Regions from separate parts of the Macaca mulatta genome. Here region 2 is linked to region 1. The links are chromatin contacts, called in public Hi-C maps. All regions are on one chromosome and are shown on one strand. The core of a region is the stretch at or near the end of the contact, and the rest is flanking DNA. Distances in the headings are between cores, read along the strand shown.

Region 1 (6,386 bases), core at 2,376-4,875:
GTAGAGATGAGGTTTCACTATGTTTCCCAGGCTGGTCTTGAACTCTGGGTTGAAGCAATCCTCCTGCCTCGGCCTCTTTTTTTTTTTTTTCCTTTTTTTTTTTTTTTTTTTGAGACGGAGTCTTGCTCTGTGCCCCAGGCTGGAGTGCAGTGGCACGATCTCGGCTCACTGCAAGCTCCGCCCCACCGGGTTCACGCCATTCTCCTGCCTCAGCCTCCCGAGTAGCTGGGACTACAGGCGCCTGCCACCTCGCCCGGCTAATTTTCTTGTATTTTTAGTAGAGACGGGGTTTCACCGTGTTAGCCAGGATGGTCTCGATCTCCTGACCTCGTGATCCGCCCGTCTCGGCCTCCCAAAGTGCTAGGATTACAGGCTTGAGCCACTGCGCCCGGCCTTTTTTTTTCCTTTGAGACAGAATTTCGCTCTGTTGCCCAGGCTAGAGTGCAGTGGCGTGATCTCAGCTCACTGCAAGCTCCGCCTCCCGGGTTCACGCCATTCTCCTGCCTCAGCCTCCCACATAGCTGGGACTACAGGTGCCCGCCACCATGCCCTGCTCATTTTTTTTGTATTTTTAGTAGAGACGGGGTTTCACCGTGTTAGCCAGGATGGTCTCAATCTCCTGACCTTGTGATCAGTCCCCCTTGGCCTCCCAAAGCGCTGGGATTATAGGCGTGAGCCACTGCGCCCAGCCTGCCTTGGCCTCTTAAAGTGTAAGAATTACCAGTGTGAGCCATTGTGCCCCGCCAGAAATACATTTATGTAGCTTGTGGCTATCATACTGGACACTGCAGTTCTGGCATGGTCATGATTTCAGCACTGAATGGGCGTTCTAAGCATGGAAGTTAGGACAAACTTACCTTACAGGTTACAATAGCTCCGACATCTGGCAGTAACTGGGACTCTGTTTCTCTTACTACAGACACCACAGGAAGCTACAGAGGGAAAAAGAAAAAAACTGAAATGTCCTGGCTAACTCTTGGGTCAAAGCATTTGTGTCTTGAGAGTAATATAGGAATGTCTTGGTACACAGGTGAGAGCTGGAGTATGCATTCATTTATAGGCCAGAGCAGAAGGCCTTAGAAATTTTAGGAAATAGGAGGACCAGGGGGCTACAGAATGCTGCTAGAAGATGTAAACCTCTAAACTTCTTTTTTTTTGTTGTCGTTGGAGATGGAGTCTTGCTCTGTTGCCCAGGCTGGAGTGCAGTGGCATATTCTCGGCTCACTGCAAGCTCCACCTCCCGGGTTCATGCCATTCTCCAGCCTCAGCCTCCCAAGTAGCTGAGACTACAGGCACCTGCCACCACGCCCGGCTAATTTTTTTTGTAGTAAATCCCTAAACTTCCAATAAGTTTTCTGGTGATTCTCTCAGAATTTCTTGGTATACAACTATATTGCCTATAATCATTGACAATTTTACTTTTTTTGGTTTTTTTTTGAGATGGAGTTTCACTCTTGTTGCCCAGAGTGGAGTGCAATGGCGCCATCTCGGTTCACTGCAACCTCCACCTCCTGGGTTCAAGTGATTCTCCTGCCTCAGCCTCCCGAGTAGTTGGGATTACAGACGCCTGCCACCATGCTCGGGTAATTTTTTGTATTTTTAGTAGAGATGGGGTTTCACCATGTTGGTCAGACTGGTCTCGAACACCTGACCTCAGGTGATCAACCCACCTTGGCTTCCCAAAGTGCTGGGATTACAGGCGTGAGCCACTACATCTGGCTGACAATTTTACTCTTTCCTCCAAAGTTATACTGCTTCTTTCTGTTTCTTATTTTACTGCACAGGCTGAAATTTCCACAGAAATGTTACAAATAGTAGCTACGCTTGTTTTAAGTGAATACTTGCAGAGTTTTCTCTTTGAGCATGGTATTGGCTGTTGGTATGAGACAGATATTTTGAGCCTCATCTTTTAACAATCTCTCCGTTGCTTACAATGCTTCAGCTCTCCTGGCCTTCTTTCAGTTTCCCCAACTTACTAAATTCTTCCCACTTTCAGATCTCTCTTCAACCTATTCTTTTTGCCAGAATTGCACTCTCTCCACCCACCTGACTCTAACCTACTCTTTAGATGATTCAGCTTCAATGTCACTTCTGCTGACTAGGATGGATTTGCCTGTTACATGTTCTTAAGGTGCCCTGTAATATTCTTTCAAAGCAGCCACCACATGTGTAACCATATGCTTATTTGAGCATTTATTTGTTTACAATTTGTGTCTGTGTCCTTTGATAGCAGAAACCAAGTCAGCGCTGTGCCTGACACATGAAAATACTCAAGTGGTATCTATCAAATGAACAAACTCAGGACTGTTAAGGACATTCCCAACAATGACTGAATAGAAAGCCCCTTGAGTCAGACGGCTTAAGTTACTTACTCAAAGCAGAATCGAGGTCAAGTTAGCCAGAACCTAACGGTTCTAATTCTGAATCCTCTTTCTACTGTGCTCCTTCAAATATTGCTTATATGATCCTGAGCTAATCCTGGATCAATCTCTAAAACTAGAAAAGTAGGTATTACGCATTCAACAAACATTTATTGAGGAGCTGCTTTGTGCTAGATACTGATGGTATGGTGGTAGCACCTGCACTTCGTGGAACTTAGATTTAAGCAAGGGAGAAGTCTAGTGGGAAACATACCTGAGTGTCTAATCATATGCTGACATAAGTGCTTGGAAGAAAAGGGACAGAGTTTTTTTGTAAGTCTTTAACAAAACAAACAAAAACAAAACATCCCACAAAACTCCTTTCCTCAATTAGTGGGTCCAGAAGGGCTTCTCTGAGGTGATAATACAGAAACTAACGGAGGTAGGAATTAAACAGGCCTAAGAAGACAGAAGCGTTCCAGATAGATGGCATGTTACAAAGGCTCTGTAGCAGGAGAAAGCTTGGCACATTACCGACACTGAAAGAAGCTAGTGTGTTACAAATTTTTTTAAAAGGGCAAGCCAAAACTGTGATTATAACTTTTACAAATAGAAAAGACTGTATGATTAGATCGCGTCAGTGAGGTGGAGATAGTGGCACTAGAGGTAAGCCGGAGAGGTAAGCAACATTCATACAGTATACAACGCACTGCTGGGCTGAGCTGGGCTAGGTTACTGAGTTCGCATCTGCTTTTGTCCCAACCTCCCTCCCCGAGGGTCAGCAGCACAACCAAGCGAGATCAACACAACTAGTGTGTGGTGGCTAAGTGCACAACAGCGGCGATACGGCTAGAAGAAACTAAGAGACCAACATTGTACCACTAAGGCTCTAAACACGCGTCCGCAGTGCCCATGCCTAAGGACTGGAACTCAAGGGCAGCCTAAGGGAAAAACAGAGAGAGAGGAGACGGCATGCCGCTTCCTTTACCGCGCCGTTCTCGCTGCTCTTCATCAGGCAGCCGGCAAGCGACGAAAAGATGTAGCCGTGGCGGGTGTAGGTGCCGCTGCCCGGGCTGCCCTCCTCCAAGTTACACAGACGTTCGCCTGCAGAAAAAATGCTGCATCGGTCATGGGCCCCCAGAAACTGCAGGCCGTCCAGGCTTCTTGCTTCGGCCCCTATCCAGGACTCTGTACGGGAAGCGCTCACTTACCGGGAATACAGTATCTCACAGGTGGTGCCATGATTGCCGCTGTCCCAAAAGCCGGATGAAAACGAAATCGATTTCTCATTGGCCAAACCCAGGCACAGTTCCGCAGTAAGATACGCGTCAATTGGTGTTCTTTATCCTTGCGTGTAAACTCCATTTCCCAGGTTACCCCGGGACAAATCCGGGGGCGGAACTTCAGCGCTCCATGCTTGCGCCTGCGCGTGTGGTTGAGGATGGGCTGGCGGCAGGTCCGGGTCCGCTGGGTGGCACTGCAGGCGGCGGGCCATGGTGGTTTGGATTGAGCCGGGCCCGGCCGGGGCGCCGAGTCGGAGAGGGTGGCAGTGAGCGGCGGCAGAGGCTGCGGGGCTCGGTTTGGCTGACTGGGGAGTCGGCAGGCGGCAGGTAAGGGCGAAGCCTCGGCCCTTGCTCCCCATCCTAGTCCCTTTTTCTGGGTCGGGCAATGCCCTGGGGCCTTGTCTTGAGTCCAGGTTCCTGCTCTCTCCTCGCCCTGCCCTGCGGGGCTGCGCCCTCCTCAGCCGGAGCGCACCTTGCGAGCAACCGTTACGTTCAGAGCAGGAAGGAAGGAGGTCAAGCGACCCAACTCGTCTGTTTCACAGATGTGGAACCTCAGATTCAGAGACCGGGTTTGACTTGTCCAAAATCTTCAAGATAGAGCCCAAACTGGAACCCGCGATTTTTGACTTCCAGTCCATCGCAGTTTCACCTCGCGGCTGTCATTGAGAAATAAAACCTTTTCCCGGTTTTTGTTTTGTTTTGTTTTTGAAAAGGAGTCTCGCTCTTTGGCCAGGCTGGAGTGCAGTGGCGCGATCTCTGCGCACTGCAACCTCCGCCTCCTGGCATCAAGCGATTCTCCTGCCTCAGCCTCCCGCGCAGCTGGGACTACAGGCGCGCGCCATCACGCCCAGCTAATTTTTGTATTTTCAGTAGAGACGGGGTTTCACTATGTTGGCCAGGATGGTCTCGATCTCTTGAGCCGCCCGCCTCAGCCTCCCAAAGTGCAGGAATTACAGGTGATTCCTCCCAAAGTGAGCCACCGCGCCCGGCCTTTTCCCGGTTTTTTAACTGTAGCTTCCAGTCCTGCGGTCCGATCCTCTTCGCGGCCTCCCATCCCCACTTAAGTAAGCTTTCTCAGGTTGAAAAAGCCGAACTCTGGTTGTGTGGGCCCGTCATCAAAAGATAAGCAGCCCCAAAATAAAGTTGCTACTTTTTCTTCTCAGCGTGTTACCCCAGAAGGGAGGTCTGCACGTGAATAAAATGCTACTCTTTATTGATGTCTGGTATCTCCTACTTGAGATTGCAAACATCCCGAGAGCAGCGTCCTTGTCCAGATGACATTGCCCACGACTTTGATCTCAGTTCACCTGACTTCTGATGGCTTTGCCGCCTGTCCCTCCCTGTCCCCTCAGTCGACTTTCCCCTTGGGAAACAGATGGTGACTTAGAGCCATGGGAAGAGGGAAGTGCTGTGGCCTGCAATCTCCTCCTGTCTGGTGGCAGACGACCACTATGGCCTGTGACTGTTACTGAGGGATGAGAGTACTCGGGCTTGTGCTTGGGGTGGTAGTAAAGCTGCGCTTTGCTCTGTTTCCTCCCCTGTTCACTGAGATTACCCCCTTCTTCCCTACACACATATTTTTGAATTTTGCTTTACCTCTATTTCCTGAGATGAAAAGTCTGGGCCAGGTGCGGTGGCCCGCCTGTAATCCCAGCACTTTGGGAGGCTGAGGCAGGCGCATCACCTGAGGTTGGGAGTTCGAGACCAGCCTGACTTACATGGAGAAACCCCGTCTGTACTAAAAAAATACAAAATTAGCCGGGCGTGGGGGCGCATGCCTGTAATCCCAGCTACTCAGGAGGCTGAGGCAGGAGAATTGCTTGAACCCAGGAGGCGGAGGTTGTGGTGAGCCCAGATTGTGCCATTGCACTCCAGCCTGGGCAACAAGAGCAAAACTCAGTCTCAAAAAAAAAAAAAAAAAAAAGTTTGTATGTTCAGTTGCAGCCCACTTACTACATATATCAATTTCCTGGCACCCTGTACCCCATTAGCTAATGGAGAGAGGCCCTAGCTTCAGACTTTGTTCACCCAAATCTGTATCTGTGCATCTAGGAGCTTTCTATTTACACGGTTGGGCTGATTTCTGGTTGGGCTTGTTTTCAAAAATGACTTCTAGCTCCTAAGTGCCATGATTTTAATAACAGTTTGTATTTCTCTCTTTATTAATCAGACAGAATGATAGCAGGAGACACTTATTTAGAGTTATCACATTGGCAAGAGTGTCCTTGTTGGTATTTGTAGGACAGATAGACATCTGGCCAGGCTTTCCACTTCTGCATCCCTCCAGGTCATTCGTTCAACAAATATTTGAGTACTTCCATGAGCCAAGTATTGTGCTAAGTGCTTTATAAACATTTCATTTACACTTACCAAATACAGTTTGCCCTTCATACCTGTGAGCTTCACATCGCAGATTCAACCAACCATGGATTGGAAATACTTGGGGGCAGCCGGGGGTGGTGGCTTACGCCTATAATCCCAGCACTTTGGGAGGCCAAGGCAGGCAGATCACCTGAGGTCAGGAGTTTAAGACCAGCCTTGCCAACATTGTGAAACCCTGTCTCTATTAAAAATACAAACATTTGCTGGGGGAGGTGACGGGTGCCTGTAATCCCAGCTACTTGGGAGGCAGAGGCAGGGAGAATTGCTTGAACCCAGGAGACAGAGGTTGCAGTGAGCCGAGATCTTGCCACTGTACTTCAGCCTGGGCAACAGAGCAAGACTTCATCTCAAAAACAAACAA
Region 2 (6,386 bases), core at 1,681-4,180, 51 kb after region 1:
GCTAGTTGGTCCCTTTAGCACTAACAAAGCTTGATTTAGGCTGAAGGATTAGAAAGCACATCTTATTTCTATAAATGCTTCAACACTCTGTTATCCTTCAACAACCCTAACTAGGGCTGTGATCTAAGACTGACAATATTAACTTAATCCTTGTCAAATTCGTTTTCATTTTATGGCTCCCTTGCTTAAGGATCTACAACAACTCTTAGCACATGTAATAGGTCATTCAAATCCCTCTGCCTGGAATCCAAAGTTATGCAGAATCCAACCCCACCAAACCTTTTCAACTTTTATCTGTTACTGTTCCTCTGTATCAACTTTCTTTTCTTTTCTTTTTTTGAGACGGAAGTCTTGCTCTGTCGCCCAGGCTGGAGTACAGGGGCGTGATTTCTGCTCACTGCAGCCTCCACCTCCCAGGCTCAAGCGATTCTCCAGCCTCAGCCTCCTGAGTAGCTGGGATTACAGGCATGCACCACCACGCCTGGCTAATTTTTGCATTTTCGGTAGAGACGGGGTTTCACCATGTTGGCCAGGCTGGTCTCAAACTCCTGGGCTCAAGCGATCTGCCTACTTTGGCCTCTCGAAGTGTTGGCATTACAGGCATGAGCCACCGTGCCCAGCACCAACTTTCTTAAGAGGGCTAAATTACAACAGGGTTAGTGTTACAGTCTTAGATCAGCTGAGCTGAATTCAAACTAAACAGTTTAGACCATTTTTTTCGGAAAGAAACAAAAATATAAATTTTGCAAAAACATTTGTAAGAATTAAGCAGTCCCAGTGGCTCATGCCTGTGATTCCAGCACTTCGGGAGGCTGAGATGGGAGGATGGCTTCAGTCCTGGAGTTAGAGACCAAGCTATGCAACATGGTGAAACCTTGTCACTACAATACAAAAATTAGCCGAGCGCAGTGGCACAAGCCCTGTTGTCCCAGCTACTCCGGGAGGCTGAGGCAGGAGGATTGCTTGAGCATAGGTCGAGGCTACAGTGAGCCATGATTTCACCACTGCACTCCAGCCTGGCAGACAGAGCGGGACCTTGTCTCAAAAAAAAAAAAAAAAAAAAAAGAGAAGAATTTAGAAGTCCTTATTCAAGATAAGACATTCAAGATATTTTTTCAAAATATGTTCTGAATCCAAAAAATCAGTAATTATTGTTTTCATATTGCATAAATGTGAAAGACTCATCACAAATGACACTGATATAGTAATGTTCTGTATCTTGGTAGGGGGATGGATTGTATAGGTATACGCATTAGTCAAAATCAGGGAATGTACACTTAAAGATTTATATATTTCATTGAATATACATTTTACACCAAAATAAACCGTCAACAAACTCTAGTCAATGATATCCATGCCAAAGTATTTAAAGGAAAGTGTACAGGTATCTGCAATTTAAATAGATGGATAGCTGTATGATAAAGCAAGTAATATTAAAATGTTAATGGTAGGATAGATCCTAAGTGATGTATTCCTTATAAAATTCTTTATACTTGGCTGGATATTTGAAAATTTTCATAATAAAACATGAGGGAAAACGACATTATTAAGACACTGTACTTGTAAATTGTAAACACTGGTAACACACTACATTTCATAAAATTGTAAGATGTTGTTTGGTGGCAGCACCAGGTATTTGCTCCTTGATGCTTCCAAATTACCCTGCACATCCCTCTTATAGAATAGTTGCCTCTCCCAGCATACTATAAGTTTCCGGTGGGCACAGATCTAACCTAATTTGTATTTATATTCCTTAGGCTTTGCATCATGTTTGGGAAATAATATGTGTTCAACAATAGTGGCATGACTGAATCAAAGTGGAATACTGCTAACGAACAAAGTATTTTATTTCCAGCAGATTCACTATTCTTTTCTTACACATTCTAAAGGTTAATACGCTCAGTTTGCAAGAGAAATGTGTCCTTACTTCTCTCCAAGCATGCGAAATTTCCAAAATTTTTTAAACTACCCATTAGACAATTTTATATTGTTACTTAAACCCAAGATCTGAAGCCTTCCTAACATTCAATAACTTTTTAGTAGACTTTTTTTTCCTAGAAGAGCAAAGTCTCAGAACTCCACGGAAGCCTGGAAATTGTTTTATTCTAATTTTAGATAAGCTGTCTGAACTAAGAGATCTCTGAACTTGTCAAAAGCAGGCAAGTGGGGGTCTGGGAAGAAGATAAAAACAAACGCCACATAAAACGTCATGGAGCAAACTAATCAAGAACTTTGGCAAGAAACGGAGAGAAAGTCTTAAGGAGGACACCCAGAACATCTCCAGCTCCTCCTGGCCCGACTCCTCGCCTCCTCTTAATTCCAGCCAGTCAGAGCGCGGGGCCATCCGCCACTCCCAGGATGCCACGCGACGGGAGCGGACGCTGCGAGGATGCACCTCCACACGTCAACCTCCCACAAACAGCGTGGCTTCGTGGCTTGAGCACCCGGTTCGGACGTGAACGCCTGGGTCCGAGTCCCAGCTCCCCCTCCTGCCTTGTCTGCAGCCCTGCGCAAGTCCTCTTGCCCTCGCTGAGCCTCAGTTTCCTCATCTGTAAAATGTAATAATTCCCTATAATTGGCTATAGGGAGATGAAAAGTGTAAATGGTTTTAAGGAAGACACAGGCAACTCTCCAACTTGTTACGGCTCTGAAGCTCGCGGTGCTCACTAACCAGCCTTGAGACCAATCTCTCAAAGTCACCCGCTCCTCCTTTCCCGCCCGGCGCCTGTACCGAGGCCGCTCCCTCCTGTTGGCCCCCATGCGGAAGGCGCGCGGCGCCGTCTGCCGTACCTGCAGCCACCTGGTCAGCGGGGCCCTCTTGTTGACCCATGACGAAGTCGTGCACGAGGCCCCATAGGGCGCCCGTAGGCGCCGCCGCCTCCAGAGCCGCGGCGGCGGCCATGACGCGAACAAGAGACCGTGGGAGGGGATATGGGCGGTGGCAAGAGACGGGCCTCTCCGCGCATGCGCCTCCCGAGGCAATCGCGGGGAGAAGGCCAAGGGGGCGGGGCGCACCGGGTCACGTGCCTACCGGCTTCTAGCCAGGCAGTTCCAGGGAGGGGCGGGGCCTGGAATGGGGCGGCGGCACCGAGAGGGAAGGCGGCTGCTGGGCACGCAGCCGGAGGCCATTGAGGGCGAATAATTCCCGGCCCGGCTCCCCGGGAGACGGGCGGCGGGGCGGGCACCTGGCTGGGTGGGGAGAGGGGCGGTACGCACCACGGGGGAAGCCAATGAGAAAATCAGGCCCAGCCCGAGGGGGCGGTGCTGTCGGTCACATGCGCACCTGGGGCGGGTGGTGGCGGCGGCGCGGGCACCGCGAGCCGGCGGTGGGGAGCGGGGCCGGCCTGGGGCGGGGTTAGGCAGGTGAGTGACAGGCTCCAGGGGGCCGGCCCCTGCCTGGAGCCCCGAGCGACCGGGAGTAGCTGCGGCGGTGCCCGCCCCCTCTCTCCGCCCCTCCAGCGGAGCTGGTCTCCGGCCGGGCACCGTCGCGGGCCCCCCTGGCCCGGCCACCTGGGACTGTGCTAGGGAGTCTGCCACCTCCCTCTCTCCCCTGGCCCGCAAAGTTTTGGCGGAGCCAGCGCCGGGGCTGAGCGCGCCCCCGGGGGGAGATCGGGGAGCGCCAGATGCCGGGCGGCCGGAGCCGTTGACCCGGGACGCCGCCGTCCGGGGCAGGAGCGCGGAGCAGCCGACCACCTCGCCGCCTCCGGTGCATGGGGACTGGCTGAGGAGCCAGCATGGGCAACTGCGTGGGGAGACAGCGGCGGGAGAGGCCGGCAGCCCCGGGACACCCCCGCAAGCGAGCAGGTAACGACGGGGAAGGGAGCAGGGCCTCGGGCACCCCGCCAGTTGTCCCCCTCCTCGCCCGAGCTCTAGGCTTACCGATAGACTCCCCACTGGTGCTGGCGCTTGGGTTTCCCCGATAGCCTGCTCCGCAACCAGACGGGGCCGCTCCCCAGCGCCGGGCGAGCTGAGTTGGGGCAACTGCGAGCACTGAGCCGGCTGCGCGACCAACTCTCTCCAACTGGGAAGCTCCTGGTGGGGGTGGGGGCAGGAAATGTTTGCAGACCGCAGCGGGGCCGACGGATTGGGGGGAGGGCCCGGGGCGAGGGCGCCGCTGGCCTGGCAGCTCCGGCCGGGGTCGGACACCGGCCCGTCGGGGCACGGCGCGGGCAGCCAGGCGTCCCCAGAACTTGGAGCGAGCGGGGCGAGAACAGTCGCTCCTTCCAAAGACTGTGTCATTATCGGGCTGCAGATCGTGTCTGCCGGAATCCGACTTGCAAAGCAGCGCAGGACTCTGGGAAAGAAATCTTTATTTTTCCCGCAGGGGTTTTTAGAGCCTCTCGGTCGTCTGGGAGTCTATAAAAGATGGGGTGCGGGGTGAGATTCACCCTCGGAATTGTTGGGATCCTTCCTAGCTGTGGGAGTGAGATCGCTCGCTGGTGATTCTCGAGGCCGGGACAACGCTTTCTCACTTTCATGGTACACCCCGCCTGCCCTGGCATTTCGCCCCGGAAAGAGGTCTGTAGGTCATTTTTCTGGGTCTTACACTCACTTCCTTCTTTGAGGGTGTTGCAAGGACCTGCTGGGAATAAAATCGTAGACTTGAGAGCTCAAAGGGACCTTCAAAACTTATCTGGATTCCAGATGGATCTTTGTCCTCCTCTCCATGTCAAAGCCCAGATCCCAAGAGGTTGAGCACCTTGTCCAAAGTCACACAGCTAGTTAGGAGCACAGCTGGGGCTAGAACTCAGCCTCCTCTCCCACCCCATTGCCACATATCCCCTTATGTAAGAGGAGCCACAGGCAGAGTTGTTAATGAAGTGGAAACTCTAGTTGGAGTTTCCTGTCTCCCTTGACACCGAAGGTGTGTTGCTTGGGTTGCGGAAACTGGGAAGGAAGATGAGGGAACCAGGGGAAGCAGGGAAGGATGTCTGCGTGGTGGACAGGATGACTTGTGGAGGAAGAAATGTGTTTTTATGGGAAGGATGGAGTAAAACTTATTGAAATTCTTTTGTCTGAAGGTAACTCTGCCCATTCTTCTGACTGAGGAGAGATGACTCAAAACCAAGGACTGGCTTGCTTTCATTCATTCATTTGTTCAACAAATATGTGTTCAGTCCCCATAATTGATTTAGCAGCATTTTTTGCTGTTGACAACTCTCTCCCATGAGACATTCTCCCCCTTCCTTTCTTGGCATCAGACTGTCTTGGTTTTCCATTCTAAACACCCCTTTCCACCATCACCTTCTAGGTGGGGGGCGCACTGGTGCTTCAGTTTGACATTCTGTTTTTTCTCTCATTACACTCCCTCCCAGAGAAATCTTGTTTAGTCTCACAACTCTTTGTCCATTGGGAAGACCCCTATGCTTAATCTTCAGCTCTTCTCTCTTGAACCCCAGAACCCCATCTCTAGATGGCCACTGGACACTGCGATATAGATATTCCCAGATTTGACACTTCCAAAATCAGGCTCTGTATTGTTCCCTGTCCAGCAGCTTTCCTTCTTTACTCATGTTCTTCCAGCTGCCTAACTTTAGGCTGTGAAGAGCTCTCTCTCTCATGACTTTCTCTGCTTCCTTGTCACCTGCCTCGAAGCCAGCCAGTCCCTGGGGTCTGCTGGCTCTTCCTTCCGCAGGTCTTGCGAACCTGTCCCTTGCCACCCCACTTCATACCCTTCTCACCTCAAGTCAACCCTTGTCTCAGGCTGAAGTGAGGTACCCCCCAAAGGCAACTTCATCTTCAGTCATTATCCAGTCCTACACAGAGTTGTCCCCTCAGAAGACATTTGCTAAAATAACTTCTTCCAGATTTTATAGTTCTGTGTTCAAAATATTTCTGTACTTGGCCAGGCATGGTGGCTCACACCTGTAATCCAGCACTTTGGGAGGCCAAGGCAGGCAGATCACCTGAGGTCAGGAGTTGGAGACCAGCCTGGCCAACATGGCAAAACCCTGTCTCTACTAAAAATATAAAAATTAGCCAGGCGTGGTGGCAGGCGCCGGTAATCCCAGCTGCTCAGGAGGCTGAGGCAGGGAGAATTGCTTGAACTGGAAGGCAGAGGTTGTAGTGAGCCCAGATTGCGCCACTGCACTCCAGCCTGGGTGACAGAGCGAGACTCCATCTCAAAAAAACCCAAAACAACAACAACAACAACAAACACCTTTCTGCACTTTCCCACTCCTACAAGTACTTTAACTGTCAAGGCCGTTCCTTTTAAGTCCTAATTTCTTTCCCTTCTCTGACATTAAGACCACCAGTGTTTGCTCGTGCCATTTCCTTCTTATTGAGAGTGTTTCATCCCTTGGGTTCACTTCAAGTGCCGTGTCTTGTTTGAAGCACCTTGCCTGACAAGTCTGCCATTTCCCCCTCCCTCCGCACCCCACCAC

Evidence for each region. Hi-C and Micro-C count contacts between places; a contact is called where the count stands out from the background.
Region 2: a Hi-C map of cortical neurons shows a contact between it and region 1, with 2.4 times the contacts expected there. The contact joins the promoter of MMS19 here to the promoter of EXOSC1 in region 1. A contact is called at or near these places in 2 of 14 Hi-C or Micro-C datasets (CD4 T cells and cortical neurons).

What each region holds. Positions count from the first base shown.
Region 1 is chr9:109,494,585-109,500,970 of T2T-MMU8v2.0, forward strand. EXOSC1 (exosome component 1) reads right to left here and starts at 3,626. Exons shown (of 8, transcript NM_001257849.1): 1 at 3,572-3,626; 2 at 3,349-3,464; 3 at 858-932. The coding sequence starts at 3,602. It overlaps ZDHHC16 (zinc finger DHHC-type palmitoyltransferase 16), which reads left to right and starts at 3,805. Exons shown (of 10, transcript NM_001266197.1): 1 at 3,805-3,970.
Region 2 is chr9:109,546,147-109,552,532 of T2T-MMU8v2.0, forward strand. It overlaps MMS19 (MMS19 cytosolic iron-sulfur assembly component), which reads right to left and starts at 2,931. Exons shown (of 30, transcript XM_077947066.1): 1 at 2,791-2,931. It overlaps UBTD1 (ubiquitin domain containing 1), which reads left to right and starts at 3,416. Exons shown (of 3, transcript NM_001194274.2): 1 at 3,416-3,804. The coding sequence starts at 3,735. LOC144331238 (a long non-coding RNA gene) reads right to left here and starts at 1,065. Exons shown (of 2, transcript XR_013398225.1): 1 at 1,003-1,065; 2 at 1-397.